Linked DNA regions of Rattus norvegicus: regions 1 and 2 are each linked to region 3. A link is a contact called in public Hi-C and HiChIP or PLAC-seq data. All regions are on one chromosome and are shown on one strand. Each heading gives the region's core, a stretch centred on a gene start, on an enhancer-like site or on the middle of the called end of the contact. The rest is flanking DNA. Distances are from core to core; before and after follow the strand shown.

Region 1 (4,613 bases), core at 2,037-4,536, 270 kb before region 3:
CTGCCGTGAGTTCACATGAGTGGCTGCCTTGTCATGTATAGAACACATGGTTTCCATGCAGAGATCCACCACCCCTGCCTCCTGGACCCTTTTTGCCCTGTCTTCCACCCCGATCCCTGAGCCTCAGGGAGGGGAGGTGCAGGATAGGTGTTCCGTTCCATTACCCTACATTTCTGGATAAGCCAGGACTCTTGAAGAGAAGGCAATACCTTCACAAAGTCTCCAGCTGCAGCTGCAAGAAAGCCAATGGAGAGGAGAGACAATACCTCATGACTTTTACACTTGACCAAGTTTTAGACGTAAATGTGTGCTGGTCACAAGCATAGAAGTGATAAGGTTTTATCTGAGCGATCAAGTTTACACACATTGGTGTTTCCTCATGTTAATGGTTCTGATTCTCTCTCCTGGATCCCGGGAGTCCTTCAGTGGGATCAGGGCATCCTTTTGACAAGCTGGTCTTGGGAGGCATGCTTGCCCTGTGCTACAGTCGGGGGTTCCTTATTCATTGTGGGGTTTGTTTGTTTCTGCTGAGCCCAGAATCAGCATTTCTGCACAAATTTCCTGGTTTTCTCCATGGTTTTATGTCTATTTCACTGGGAAAGTGTTGACTTGGCCACATTCCTGAAATTTCTTTGCATGGCTAATAGAGCTAGCCCTTCAGCGTATCTTGAAGGCTCTATAATCACAGACATGAAATAGTCTATGTGTTGATCCCAAAAGCCCCAGTCAGGAAGATTTAGCTAAGAACTCCTCCCATGCCAGATACTCTGTTTCTGGTGGCTTCCCACCATTTTCTTTCTTTCTCTTTCTTTTTTTTTTTTACTCCTTTCTTTCTTCCTTCCTTTTTCTTCCTTCCTTCCTTCTCTTTCTTTTTTGTTTTGTTTTTGTCTTTTTGAGGCAGTGTTTCTCTGTATAGTCCTGACTGTCCTGGAACTCAACTCTGTAGACCAAGCTGGTCTGGAACTCAGAAATATGCCTACCTCTGCCTCCCCAACACTGGGATTAAAGGTGTGAGCCACTACCACCCAGTTTTTTGTTTTATTTTGTTTTGTTTTTGTATTTTTATGGTTTTGATAGGGGCTCAACCAAGAAATATGCTGTATGCTATGACTGACTGACTGACTGACTAACTGACTGACTGACTGATTGCACAGTGCCAATGGGTAGAAGTGTTTATAATATGTTAGGTATATTTTTCATTGTAGTTCATTCAGATTTACCAAAAATAGCATCTATGAGTCACTGAATTGATTTTCTGATCCACGAATAAGTGAATCTCAATTTCTGGTCCACAGTTCTAGAAGATTCTCTCCAACACAGATGTTAAAACCAAGACATCATTTCAGATATCATTTTACATTGGAATCCTGTTGGGTTTTGCTGGAATGGGTTTAAGTCTGTCATAAGGCATCTGTGTTGGTTACTTCTCTGTTGCTGTGGTGATACGCCGTGACTGAGGCAGCTTATAGAAAGAAGAGTTTAGTTTGGCTGAGTTCTGTGGAGTCAGTGTTCATGGTGGTAAAGCAGAGTCATGCAGGCAGGATTGGGAAACTGAGAGCTCCCATCTCAAAGCACCAAGCACAGAGAGTGCACCGGGAAGACGGGGCTTTAAAAGCTCAAAGCCCACCCTCAAGTGAGCCAACACACTTCCTCCAACAAGGCCACACCTCCTAAGCCTCCCCAATAGCGCACCAACTGGGGACAGATCATTCGAACACTAGAGACTATGAGGGACATCTCATTTAGACCACTGAAGTAGTAGAAGCATTTCTTATTTATAGAGATCATATCATTCTGCTTTCGGCTCAAATTTTATTAGGTTGGAAAGAGGTAACCAACTAGTACAGAGGTTGCATTTCTTATGAGCAACGTTGTTTTAGAACAGCCAGAACCTCCGTGGTCTCTTCCAGCGGCACCTGCATGCTGCACTTCCCCTGGGCCTTCCACCTTCTCCCCTCCTCTACTGGAAGGCAGAGGTGCTAAGATGCAGCCCCTTGCTCTCAAGGGCATTTTGGGGGTTTCAGACATCCTGAAAGGAATCGACAGTAGTGAATAGAGTTCTAAACGGGTGAAAGTTTGCTGTTTTATGAGGAGTACTTAATTTTTTTTATTCTTATCGCTTACTGCTGTGTGACCAAGGCAGATAATACATTCCCCGCCCTGCCCCCAGGAGCTTCTGACCCCATAGGATCATCATTACGGAATTCAGTACACTGATCCTTGGGCTTTGTATACAGCAGGCACTTAATAACTGCACCTTTAATTCTCGTTCCCGTTCTCCCTAGAGTTTCCCTTTCTGAGCTCTTGTAGATGCACTCCAGGCAGAGCCTTGACATGGGACATTCAATGTAGATGTGGTCTCACATTCAGGCCCCCTTTGTAATGTCATAGATGATGACAGGGACCAGGCCTGTGCTTCTCTGCAAAGCCCAGGGGTTTTCTTGGGAGCCTCTTGTTCTGTGCTCCGTTGTTGCTTTCAGGAACAAGCATCAGAGTCTCAACTCTTCTGTCACAATTGGCCTCCACTATTTGCCCATGAATTCGAATGCTAAGTTGTTGTTGTTGTTGTTGTTTTGTTTTGTTTTGTTTTGTTTCAGGTGTGTTTCAGGAACCTTTGAGTCTTTTATACCACCAAGGTCTGTCAAAAGATGTGATGATCAGATCCCTTCTCACCCAGTCCTGTTCTCTGAGGACCAGCACTGCAGGCTCACGCACAGCCCACAGACCCTCTGACATTCACTTCAGTACTGAGTAGGGAGGGGCTCGTGTATAGCACGGGTATTCAGACAGCGCAAGAGGATGACTTTTGCCTTTTAAAATACAAACCAAGTACAATGTTCCACTGTAGGCCTTTAACCAAAATGATTGCCTATAAAATACTATGTAACTAGGAGACAGTATCTGGCCAAATATAGCTATTTTTTTTTCCTTGACAAGAATGCATTTTTTTTCTGACTACCATCTAAGTAGTCTTTATTTTCCATACCCCTTGATTCCTCCCCCACCCCCAATATTATAGCAATCAGCCTTCTTGATAGGAAAAATGTAACTGATTAAACTTTTGGGAACTCGGTGTTAGGGTTGGCGCAAAGGAATGAATGTAATGTTTTACAGACAGGCTGTTAATCCTGACTCGAATGCTTCTCAAGTGAAGTCACTGTTGGTTTGGAAGATGCCCATGTAATTAGTCACGGGCTAAAAATGAAGCGACTTCAAATACCATCATAAAATGGTATTGTTGGGCTTAAAGAAGACAACGAACATGTTTTGGAGATTTTTTTTAGTACGTTCCCTGATGTGACTCATTTCCTCCTCTTATCTGGGGAATGTAGGCTTACCGAAATCTCCTCCTCTAGAACTTGCCAGTTTTCCCCTCCAACAGCCGAATTAAGTGCTTTTGCTTTGTGACTAGGACAGTGTTCTTCAGGGTTCAAACATACTTTAAAAAAAAAAAATTCCTGTCAAAACTTGTAGTATCATTTGTGATATTTTAGTTGACTAGAAGACAAACCAAATGTAAAAACAAAACAAGCAAGCCACGGGGTGGGGGGGCGGGGAGTCAGCTGAGCGGTGAAGAGCACTGGTCTTCTGTCTGTGACTGCAGTGCCAGGGCACCTGAGGTCCTCTTCTGGCCTCCGAGGGTCCTGCGTGCAGGTCACACAGATGTCCACGCAGGCAGAACACGTACCCATAAAATAAAAACGAATCTCCCAAGAATCCCTCCTGCGTCATCTTAAATTAGATTGGAGGTATAAAATAATTTCCTAACACATCTCCAGTAAATGAAGTGTCTGTGGTTTGAAACGATGCTGTTAAAAGGTTTGAGGGTGGGGAAGCTAATGTAGTTTCTAAATTTAACTAAGGGATCACTCAGCTCCTCACCCCTTCTCCCCCACAGCACACACACAACTGACCTAAGAAGAGGCCCCGGCAGGAAAGTCCTGAGGTTCCTGGGGCTTCAGAGGTCGCTAGTCACTCAGGATTCTTGTGAAAAGTGACTACTACATGGTTTGTTTTCCTTGAAAAGAACCCTATAATTTTAAGCTAGTTGTTAACAAGGGTCCTCTCGCTAGCCACCAGCAAGTCAGTTGCTTTCTCTAAACTTCCTGTTCTTCCTTTGCCAAGGTAAGCCGGAAGTCCCCGCCCCTCTGCTCCCTGGCCCGGGACATGCTGCCTCTCCCGAGTACCTGAGGAGAAGGCAAGCAGTCATGGTTCTCTGCCAGCCACTGACTTTCAGAGGTGGCTGTCAGCTATTACGGCTTAACCACACCAACCATGTCACTAGAAACTCGGGATGACTTTCAGGACTAGAATCTAGAGAAGTGAACGGGGGTGGGGGATGGGAGGGGTGAGGGGTTATTGGGTCCTGTTTCAGCTGTCGGAGGCGGGGCATGGTGCTTTGCTTCTGCGCTGACATCTTCCTCTCATGTCTTGCTTCTGCGTGGACGTCTTCCACCCAAGCCTTCAAGCTCCTCCCTATGATACGTGTGTGTGTGTGTGTGTGTGTGTGTGTGTGTGTGTGTGTGTGTGTGTGTGTGTGTGTGTGTGTGTGTGTCTACATAGGCTGCACCCCCAGATCTCTCCTCTGATGTTCCATGGTATTCCAGTTATCT
Region 2 (4,678 bases), core at 1,590-4,089, 300 kb before region 3:
ACATAAAAAAAAAAAACCAAGAGTTGCCTATTTTGTAATAAACTATATTTTAAAAAAGCAAAGGGTCTGGGTGCAGTGGGACATGGCTTGACTCCCAGCACTCCAGAGGCACAGGCAGGGGGATGTCTGTGAGTTTCAAGCCTGTGAAAATTAAGAAGAATACAGGAAAACAGACTTTTTGACACTTACTGTGTTATTTAGTTGCTTTGTTTCTATCACTTTCTGTTTAATTATGAATTAACCTCAATATAGCTAATCTAAATAATGCCCGTTTGGTAAGGGTATTATACAATGATATCATAGTAATAATCCCATCATTCAACCTCCAGCTGAAGCAAACCTGGGCAGATGGGTGGATGGGTGGCTATCTAACATGTTCTCAGAGAGCCTGAGGAGAATTGAAGGATGCCTCGATTTAGTTCCCAAACACTTAAAAATGATACTTGCTAGTTGTAAAACAATGACTTCGCTCGATGAATAAATTCTCAAATGAATACAACTACTTCTTGTGAGCTCTTTAACCTACTTTATTTTATGTTTGACTGTGTCTCCTGTAGCCCATGCTAGCCTCAACTCTCTTTGTAGGCAAGGATAACTTGTAACTTTTGATTGTCTCGCCCTTATCTCTGGTGTACTAGGTTTCCCCCCATGTAGCGCCACGCCCAGTAGAAGCCATGCTGGGAGATGAACTCAGGACCTTGTGCAGGCAACCATCTTGCTAAGTGGGGTGCATCCTCAGCCACCGCCCTTTAAGCTTGTGGTGTTTTGATGGCTGCTTCTATTTTTACAGACATCATTACAGACATCAAAGAGAACTATGTTTGATGAAATCAGCAGTAACAAAACAAAATGCCTAGGGATAAATAAGGAAACAGAAACCCTATTCTGAGACACTTTAATCACCAGCTAGGACAGGATCTAGCTTCAGCACTTCCGGGACACATCCCCGGATGCCTTAGAAAGAGATAGTCCCACATCATTTCTTCTGCAAAGAGAAAGGTCTTTAATGGCAACTACCTATAGTCTATAGGTAAGTACCAAACACAGCCTCTTCTAGATTTCTTCCTAGGATTATTAATCCTGCAATACTCATCCATTTTCACATCGGTGCTCACTTTGAAACCGGTCACCTTTTTGGTTTTCTCTCTCAAGGCGCTTTGGTCTGAGTCTGAGCGCTGTGTGTGTTACAGGGTAAATGCTGTGAGTCTGACGATGAGCTCTCTGTGTACAGTTCATTTACCGTGTGTACGTCTTCATTTGTGTGTCAGGCGTGATGCCCGGCTCCTGCAGCTAATTACATCACAAAGGAGCAGCACAAGAGACCCGTGCGCTGGGTCAAAGGGCACTTCACGGGAATGGAATTCAGACCCGTGTTTGGAGACACCTGGGTGAGGTGGGCGTTGGTAATTTTGAGTTTCACCTACTTTACAATTGTGGGTCATTACGGGCTGCTAAAGTAAGAGGAAAATCACTCCTAACTGGGCAGCAGCTTCTAGAATCATCTAGTCCAGAGGTTCTCAACTAGGCAATTATCCACTTGAGAGGAAGGAATTTTATATATATATACATATACACACATATATATACATATATACATATACATATATGCACATATATACATATATATACATATATACATATATGGATAATTATATATATAATATATATGGATATGCATCTCTCTCTCCCGCCCCGTGTGTGTGTGTGTGTGTGTGTGTGTGTGTGTGTGTGTGTGTGTGCGTGTGTCTGTGTTCAGTGTTTGGGGGAGGTATGCCCACATCCTGGTGCACATGGACATTACTTTGGGGAGTTGGTTCTGTCCTTCCACCATTGGACACTGGGAATTGGAACTCAGGTCAGGAGCTTTGGCATTACGTAGGTACCTTTCCTTGCTGAGCCATCTCACTGACACACTCGATTTCTTTTTAAGAAGTACACCATTCAATTGACTGCCTTAACAAGGAGGTCTGTGAGCAAGACGGCCATATCATTTAAAGTTCACCTTGGAACAAGTGGAAGATAGGGGGACCACTGGGACAACATACCCAAGAAAGGATGTCCCCAAAATAAACAGGGCCAGACTGTTTATAGAAGGAGTGTTGCCCAGGTCTTTAATGAGGTGAGGTAGGAGGTTGATTTGGTAGAGTCTTCCCTCAGGAGGAAAACGTCCAAAGCCCTTCACATTTCCGGTACAAGATATGCCAAGGGATAATTTTAAACACTTTACAGGGGTGTGGACATCCTCTAATTAAAAGTCTAAACTGGTTAGCTCAGTGGTGAACAAATATCTTGTCATGCTTAAGGCCTCGAGTTCAGCATTTCAGCATCTCCCCCTCCTCTCTCTTAATAAAAGCCCGTGCTAACGACCAGGCTTCTGCACATTTGTTTGCTGTCACTTTAGATGTAGACAAACCCAGGGGGAGTACTCGCAAAATGTCTCATATGGTGCCTGTCTCCCCACCCAGCCTTTCAGAGCATGATCTTTGGGTGAAACCATGTTTGAGAGACAGATAATGGGGTCTTACATCCCTGACTGGTCTGTGAGGTCCAGTCAGTCCATTCCTTTAAAGAACTTCAAGCAGGACGCAAGAAGAAACCTGACAAGAAAACCACCTGTTTGAGGCTTCTAAAGGGAGACCTTCTCTAAGACTCCACCACGCCCACTGGCTGGGGCCCCGCCCACTGACAGACACAAACACACCCACTCCGCTCTGGTCCAGCCTACCCATGAGGGTCTTCTTAGTTCAGGCCCCACCCACCACAGACCCCACCCATCCGAGCCCGCTCTTATTCAAACCCCGCCCACCGCATATCCAGGCTCCGCCCACTCCCCGCCCTTGCTTAAGGCCGGCTGTAGCAGAGGGTCTGTGCAGAGTCCTCGGGTCTCGTGCTGTTCTAGAGACGGAGCGGACCCTAGTGCGCTTGCGCGGCGTCGTGGGCCGGGTTCCCCTGCAGCTCGGACTTGGTACGGCCGAGCGGTTGGTGCGGTCTGCAGCTGCAGCCCCGGGGCGCGCTTTTCAAATCGTGGTTGACGTGCGCCGAAATGGAAGGGCAGCTGCTGAGGGGCCTCGCCGCGCAGCAGGTGAGCGAGGCCGGGACTGGAGAGTGGCAGCCTGGACCGAGATCCGGAGCCGGGCGAGCTCCGTGGCGTTGCACGCCTGTAGGCTGCACCCGAGGAGGAGAGCGAGGGCCGGGGCTGGAGGAGGACGCCGGGGCCCTTCCCACCTGCGGGTCTTCCTAGGCTTGCAGAGGAGGTGATGCCCCGGGAGCCGGTCCCCGGTTTGCTCCCAGTGTCTTCGCAGCCTACGCAGCTGGGCATCTAGTGCAAGGTGCTGCTTTCAGCGATGTGGGCAAGCATCAGACTGTGGGGTGACCGCGGGGTGGACGCTCAAAAGGCATGTTCTTAGCTTTCCAGGAAGGTGTAAGTTTAAACGTGGATTCTTGAACAAATACTAGGAAAAAACACTGAGTTGCAAATAAATCCAGTGGGGTTTTTTTGTTTGGTTGGTTTTGTTTGTTTGTTTGTTTGTTGTTTAGCCATCTTTAGATGTGTTCAAAACCTTTTACATTTTAGTGTTGTCGAGAGTATTTCTTGGGAACCCCAGTCAAGAGTTAAAAGTATACTTTCTGTTCATTATTTTAGCACTTTAATTAAAAGAAGACCCTTATGCCCTTTTTAGCTCCATCTTCATTTCCGTTTTAATTTTCACCTCTTACCGGCTCCTGAAGTATAATAGTAATTCTATCTAGACGAAGACTGCAGGTTCACAGAATTTCTACTGCCTTGTTAGAAAGCCCTCTGTAATTCTCTGGAGAGTTGAGCCAGGCTTCAAGTTATTCTGCAAACCGTATTAGTAATCATAGGACCTGTTTTCCAGTAACATACAGAAAACTTTCAACTCTCTTGTGAAGTATTTCTTCTTATTTTGTTGTGTATTCTGGGTGTCCTGGTTGTCTTTTCTAAAGGTAGCCTTGAACTCCTGAGGCTCCGCTTGCCTCTACTTTCTTACTGTGGAGTTTATAGGAGTGCCCCACCAAGCCTGACTTTTGTGGAGCGGAGCTGGGGTCTAACCCAGTGCCTTGTGCATTCTAGGCAAGCCCTAGATCACCTGAGCCACATCCCATTCCTACGTTGATTGTCATCACAGCCTCTACTTTTACCGAACTGAATGAAGATCTGTCGAGTTTCCCGTAGGGATCCTGTGAGTGCTGATGTGGCCATCCAAGTGTGCTTATTAGTGTGTGCGACAGTGACATTTAAGGATGGTAGAGAAGAGAGGATGACAAAGCCGCTGGTATATATAGCAAATATATTAAGGCTTGTTTATGTAAATATGGCAAGATAGCAATTTCTAAGCATAATATCAAAATAATTAAAGTGTAGAACTGGCTTTTGTTTGGGTTTTGCAAATAAACAACGACATAGTAACTGGTTTCAACCTCACAGGAATAGTCGAGTCAGGAGCAGAATTTTAGACTTGACTTAGCATTGCATTTCTATTTGGTACTCGTCCCCTCCCCCCAAATGAAGTCTGTGATCTAACAGGATGAGACCAGAGGTTTAGTGGTTTGCACTCTGCTTCAGCCCGGGGGGGGGGGGGTGTTTCCGACTCTTCATGCACTGAGTGTTGGTTTTGGAGTGAGGTTGGGGTCAGATCCCATTCTGCTGTGTAATTCT
Region 3 (4,195 bases), core at 788-3,287:
GGAGTGAGCTAGCAAGGCCAAAAGTGCAATCAACTCCATCAGCTCCAGGAATTTCTGCCTGGGCTGGCAGCTCCAGGGCCCCGGAGGAGTTCAGCACCGAACCATTCATTTAACAACAGACCTACCTCGAAAGCTCGCGAGCCTGGCGCCGAGCTAGCTGCCCTCAAAAGTCTCAGTCTGATCACCCTGCTCTCTCTCGGGAGACACAAAGCCTGACCAGGGGGGCCGTGCGCCCTCCCTCCCGCCGCGCCCTGAGCGCAGACTCCCCAAAATAGTTCCCGTGTGTGTGTGTGTGTGTGTGTGTGTGTGTGTGTGTGTGTGTGTGTGTGTGTGTAAGGGGTGGGGGTAGCTATCGCTTCACCGAGCTCGGCCCTCGGACCCGGGGTGCCGGTAGAGGTGCGGTCACACCCGCAGTGACAGAGCCCGAGGGAGGTGGCCCGGTGGCTGCGCCGCGGGGTCCCCTCCGCGTCCACCCGGCGCGCAGCCTCGCACCTCACCGCAGAGGCCCCTGCACCCAGCCCCACACCCCACTGGAAGACGTCCACTTCGCGTGGAGTCACTGGAAACCAGAACATCAAATGGCTCCGGGAGGAGGGGGAGTGGGCGCGAGATAGTTCTTAATGCCGAACGTGTTTGTGCCGGTTACACGACCGCTTTGAAATCCGCCCGGGCAGATGCGCAAGTTATTTGAATGTATTATCCCAGTACCTGTCATTTATCACTTCAGTCAACACGCCTTTGCCAACTCAATTGCTTTTGATCTCATTCTGCCTCCGTTTCGTAATTTCCGCCCTCTTAAACATATCAAATACTTAAAAGAAAAAAAAAAAACGCGAACAATATCAAAACCCACTAAAAGAAAGCTACCAAGCCTAGGAGCCAGGCATGAAGGTACAACTAAAAAAAAAAAAAGCAAAAAAATATGTATATTAAAATATGTATATTAAAGCATGGGATATTAATCTTCAAGAGGAGGTAGCTAAACACACACACACACACACACACACACACACACACACACACACACACACCCTGGAACAAAACCCTTCTCGACAAGTTATTTGATCTTGACTAAAATCAGCAGTTGGACGGTCTTTGTAAAGCTGACAGCCAAACTCTGACAATGGTAAAATACTCCAGCCCCAGTTAGTGGCGCTACCCCTTTAAAAAACGAGCGGATCCTGCTCACCGCAGAACTGAATACAGTATTTTCAAGCTTGCCTTATAATACGCATTACTGGAGGGGGGGTGGATAATAAAGAAGGAAGAGAGGGAGAGATAGGTTTACCACCTCGCCATGGTCGCTATTTCGGCCTTGGGGAGTGTCTTCGGGAAGGAAATAAAGTTTCGAGCTGGATAAAAGTTGCCGGCTGGTCCTTTCTTCCCACAACAGCTGGAGCTCCGCTATGCAAATCGGATCCTTTGGCGTACATCTTACAAAGAAAAAGTCGCCAAGGGACAAGATTCTTGGTTTTCCTTCAAGGTGGAATTGAAAAGCCTTATAGAAAATATAAGGTCCGTGTAAGCCACACGGTGAGCCGACCCACTGCAGGAGGGGGAGAGAGAGGGAGAGGAGAAAAAAAAAAAAAAGCACCACGTAAATAATGTAGCCATCAAGCACAAATATCTATTCCTAGGCACATTCACACACAAGACTCTCAATACAGACCGACCCACAGATAGAACGTTGGGTGAAAAATATTACAAAACCCACTAATTTTCTACCTCCCCTAAAAAAAAAAAAAAAAAAAAAAAAAAAAACCCTCCGGGTCCTCACCACCACCCCTTCCCAGTTCCCCATATGAGGCGATAAAATTACATTATGTAGGTATGATCAGCGTAGGGATTTTTTAAAAAAACAATAAAAATGATTTTGGGGGGATGCAGAGGGTAAAAGTTTGGTAAAAAGTTTGTGGGGGGTGTGGGGGGGTGTGAGGGGGTGGGTGAGCTGGGGGGTTGGGGGCTGCCGGGGGGCGGCGGGACCGCAGGAGCGGAGGAGAGCGAAATACCTGGAGTGAGTTGGGCTCCATCTCGACGTTCTGAATTGATTGAACTCAACATTCTCTCCAAACTTGTTGGCTTGAATGGATTGCATCAGGTCCTGGCAGGGGAAAGCATTCTCTGCTTGCAGCCGGCGTGATGTCTCAATATAAAACTAAGCTCTAGCCTCCCCCTCGACACCAAAATGATTGAAAATATATCCTAATATTTCTTCGAAGACTCAATTTTCATCTCCTGTCAAAAAGATGTGGGTTTGCTGCCAAAGATGGGTTGATCAAATTCGAAATAGGGAGAAGGGCTCAGTCCGACCTCGGCGGGAAGAGAATGGATCAAGGCAAAAAGCAGACAGGAAGATGTAAAAAAAATTGAAACCCACCCTAAAACCAAGTAATGAGGGTACGTTTATCTACCCCGTTTCTGTGTCTGTGGCTAACGTCGGCTGAGATTTTTGGAGCAGACCACGTCTCCCGAGCTGCGTTGTGCATCTGACAGGACCTGCTTGTATATGTCTAATATAAAGAACATTTCCTGCAGAGATTCCGGGGCGCCGCTCCTCTTTCTAATGCTCCTTAGCAGATTTGCTGTTATTAGACATGTAGATTTGTTTGATAGTTAAATTACGTTTCCTCACTGCCATGTTTGAGAGAACTAATCTGTTAAATTATCTTCCGATGCCTATTTACACGGAAGGGAAAAGTGGGTTATCGATTATATAAACATATAAATATTAATGCATTTGTTCGCTTCGCAAAAAAAAATACTCAGCAGGGGAAAAAAAGGAAGAAGAAGAGCAGAAAGACAAGTGAGCAGTGCACACACGTCTCGTGATTTTGCAACAATATTGAACGGACAGCAACTGCATTTAGGGAGAGGAACAATAAACCGTGCATGATAAATCAATACATGCGAGCCGCGAGTCTGCTCGGAATATGAATTCGGGCTCCGGGTTCTGCGTGTGCATTCTTTAATTTTGAAGTATATACACTCGTACGTGTTTACAATGCTGATGGGCGCCAAGGGCTCTCTCAAATGATAATGTGTTTATATAACCCGGCGCTACAGGAATAATATACCGACTTCTACCCCACCCCCAATCCTTCCCGTGCCCCCCTCCTCCAAAAAAAGGGAGGGGGAGCTTTCTCGGTAATAGTTTGAAACTGAAAAAAATAATCCATTTGCAAACTAGTTAAATATCATCAGAAATTAAGCTGTTAGAAACGGGGGGGGGGTGGTTAACACATCGTAAGACAATAAAGGTTTTAAATGTGTATATTTATTGTTCTAGAGCCCTGGAGCATTGCGCGGTTTGCATGCACGGCTATTATGCAAACAGAGAAACTTAAGAGCCACAGAACAAGGAACAAGCAGGGACTGCAAAGCCCTCGCTCGCTGCGACCCAGCTGCCGGTCCTCCGCCTGGCTCGCTTGCATTTTCGCAGCGTTGATGTAAAATGGTGTACTCACTTCCCCCACCCCTTCCCGGCTCTCCTCCCACTCTTTCCAGCACCCCCCAACCTCCCCAGCGATTTTATTATATTGGCACCAATCTTTCCAGAGTGGGTCTGGCAGGCTAAAAAAGTAAACATGTACTATATGGGGGATAAGGTTTGTATAGTACGACAGTTGAAACTCGATCCGCGATAAAATTACAGGATGTTGAAATTACTAGCAAGCTATTTTTAACGCTTTCGCAACGTTTCACCTCTACCCGCAGCATCGAGTTGAGACAGGATTACTTTAATGAAAATTATATTCACATGGCTGAAGTTAATACACCCAGCAGAGCACAAACGCCTCGTCTTCGGTGATCTGGCGGTGGAAGGACCCTCTGTGTGTGTTTTGACGCTTTTTTTCCATAACGTCTGCCTCCGCTGCAGTAAGAATTAGGGCGCTGAACATTATCTAAAACACATTTTTTGATTCGGAACATGGAGAAGTCATAAAAAAAAAGGCAAGATGTATCTTGTTTCTATATACACAGAGATAAACGAAAGAAAATGGCAGATCCTCCAATTACAATAAGTAATAAAAGCCCATGCCAAAAAGCCCGTATTCTGGAAGCTGTCGAAAAGCTATTTTAATAATTTAAAGTAATATTCCAACTCCGCACCGTGGGGGAGGACAGTGTACCAATTTACAGTCTTCCATCTTTTGCATTAGCCAAATTATGACTTGCACATCACTCCTTAATTATC

What was found. Hi-C and Micro-C count contacts between places; a contact is called where the count stands out from the background. HiChIP or PLAC-seq counts read pairs in DNA pulled down with a chosen protein or histone mark.
Region 1: a contact with region 3 is called in a Hi-C map of the A7r5 cell line, with 3 times the contacts expected there. The contact joins the enhancer-like site here to the promoter of Arid5b in region 3. A contact is called at or near these places in 4 of 12 Hi-C or Micro-C datasets (the A7r5 cell line, Schwann cells, hepatocytes and 1 more).
Region 2: a contact with region 3 is called in an H3K27ac HiChIP or PLAC-seq map of oligodendrocytes, with 2.8 times the contacts expected there. The contact joins the promoter of Rtkn2 here to the promoter of Arid5b in region 3. A contact is called at or near these places in 3 of 12 Hi-C or Micro-C datasets (frontal cortex, liver and mammary epithelial cells) and 1 of 1 datasets of contacts at active chromatin or transcription factors (oligodendrocytes).

Annotation. Positions count from the first base shown.
Region 1 is chr20:20,576,819-20,581,431 of GRCr8, reverse strand. The region is part of intron 6 of Rtkn2 (rhotekin 2); the gene reads left to right. LOC120098810 (a long non-coding RNA gene) reads right to left here. Exons shown (of 3, transcript XR_005497346.2): 1 at 3,915-4,613; 2 at 3,339-3,439; 3 at 1,799-2,029. Among named protein-coding and RNA genes, the nearest start is that of Rtkn2, 30 kb to the left of the region's middle. Within about 2 kb of position 3,286, at least 14 of the 93 cell types and tissues checked have an H3K27ac peak or open chromatin away from gene starts, as enhancers often do. A contact at or near this core is called in the A7r5 cell line and Schwann cells, where this site is marked.
Region 2 is chr20:20,607,023-20,611,700 of GRCr8, reverse strand. It overlaps Rtkn2 (rhotekin 2), which reads left to right and starts at 2,839. Exons shown (of 12, transcript NM_001107625.2): 1 at 2,839-3,082. The coding sequence starts at 3,044.
Region 3 is chr20:20,304,556-20,308,750 of GRCr8, reverse strand. Arid5b (AT-rich interaction domain 5B) reads right to left here and starts at 2,037. Exons shown (of 10, transcript NM_001107624.1): 1 at 2,010-2,037; 2 at 1,292-1,546. The coding sequence starts at 2,030.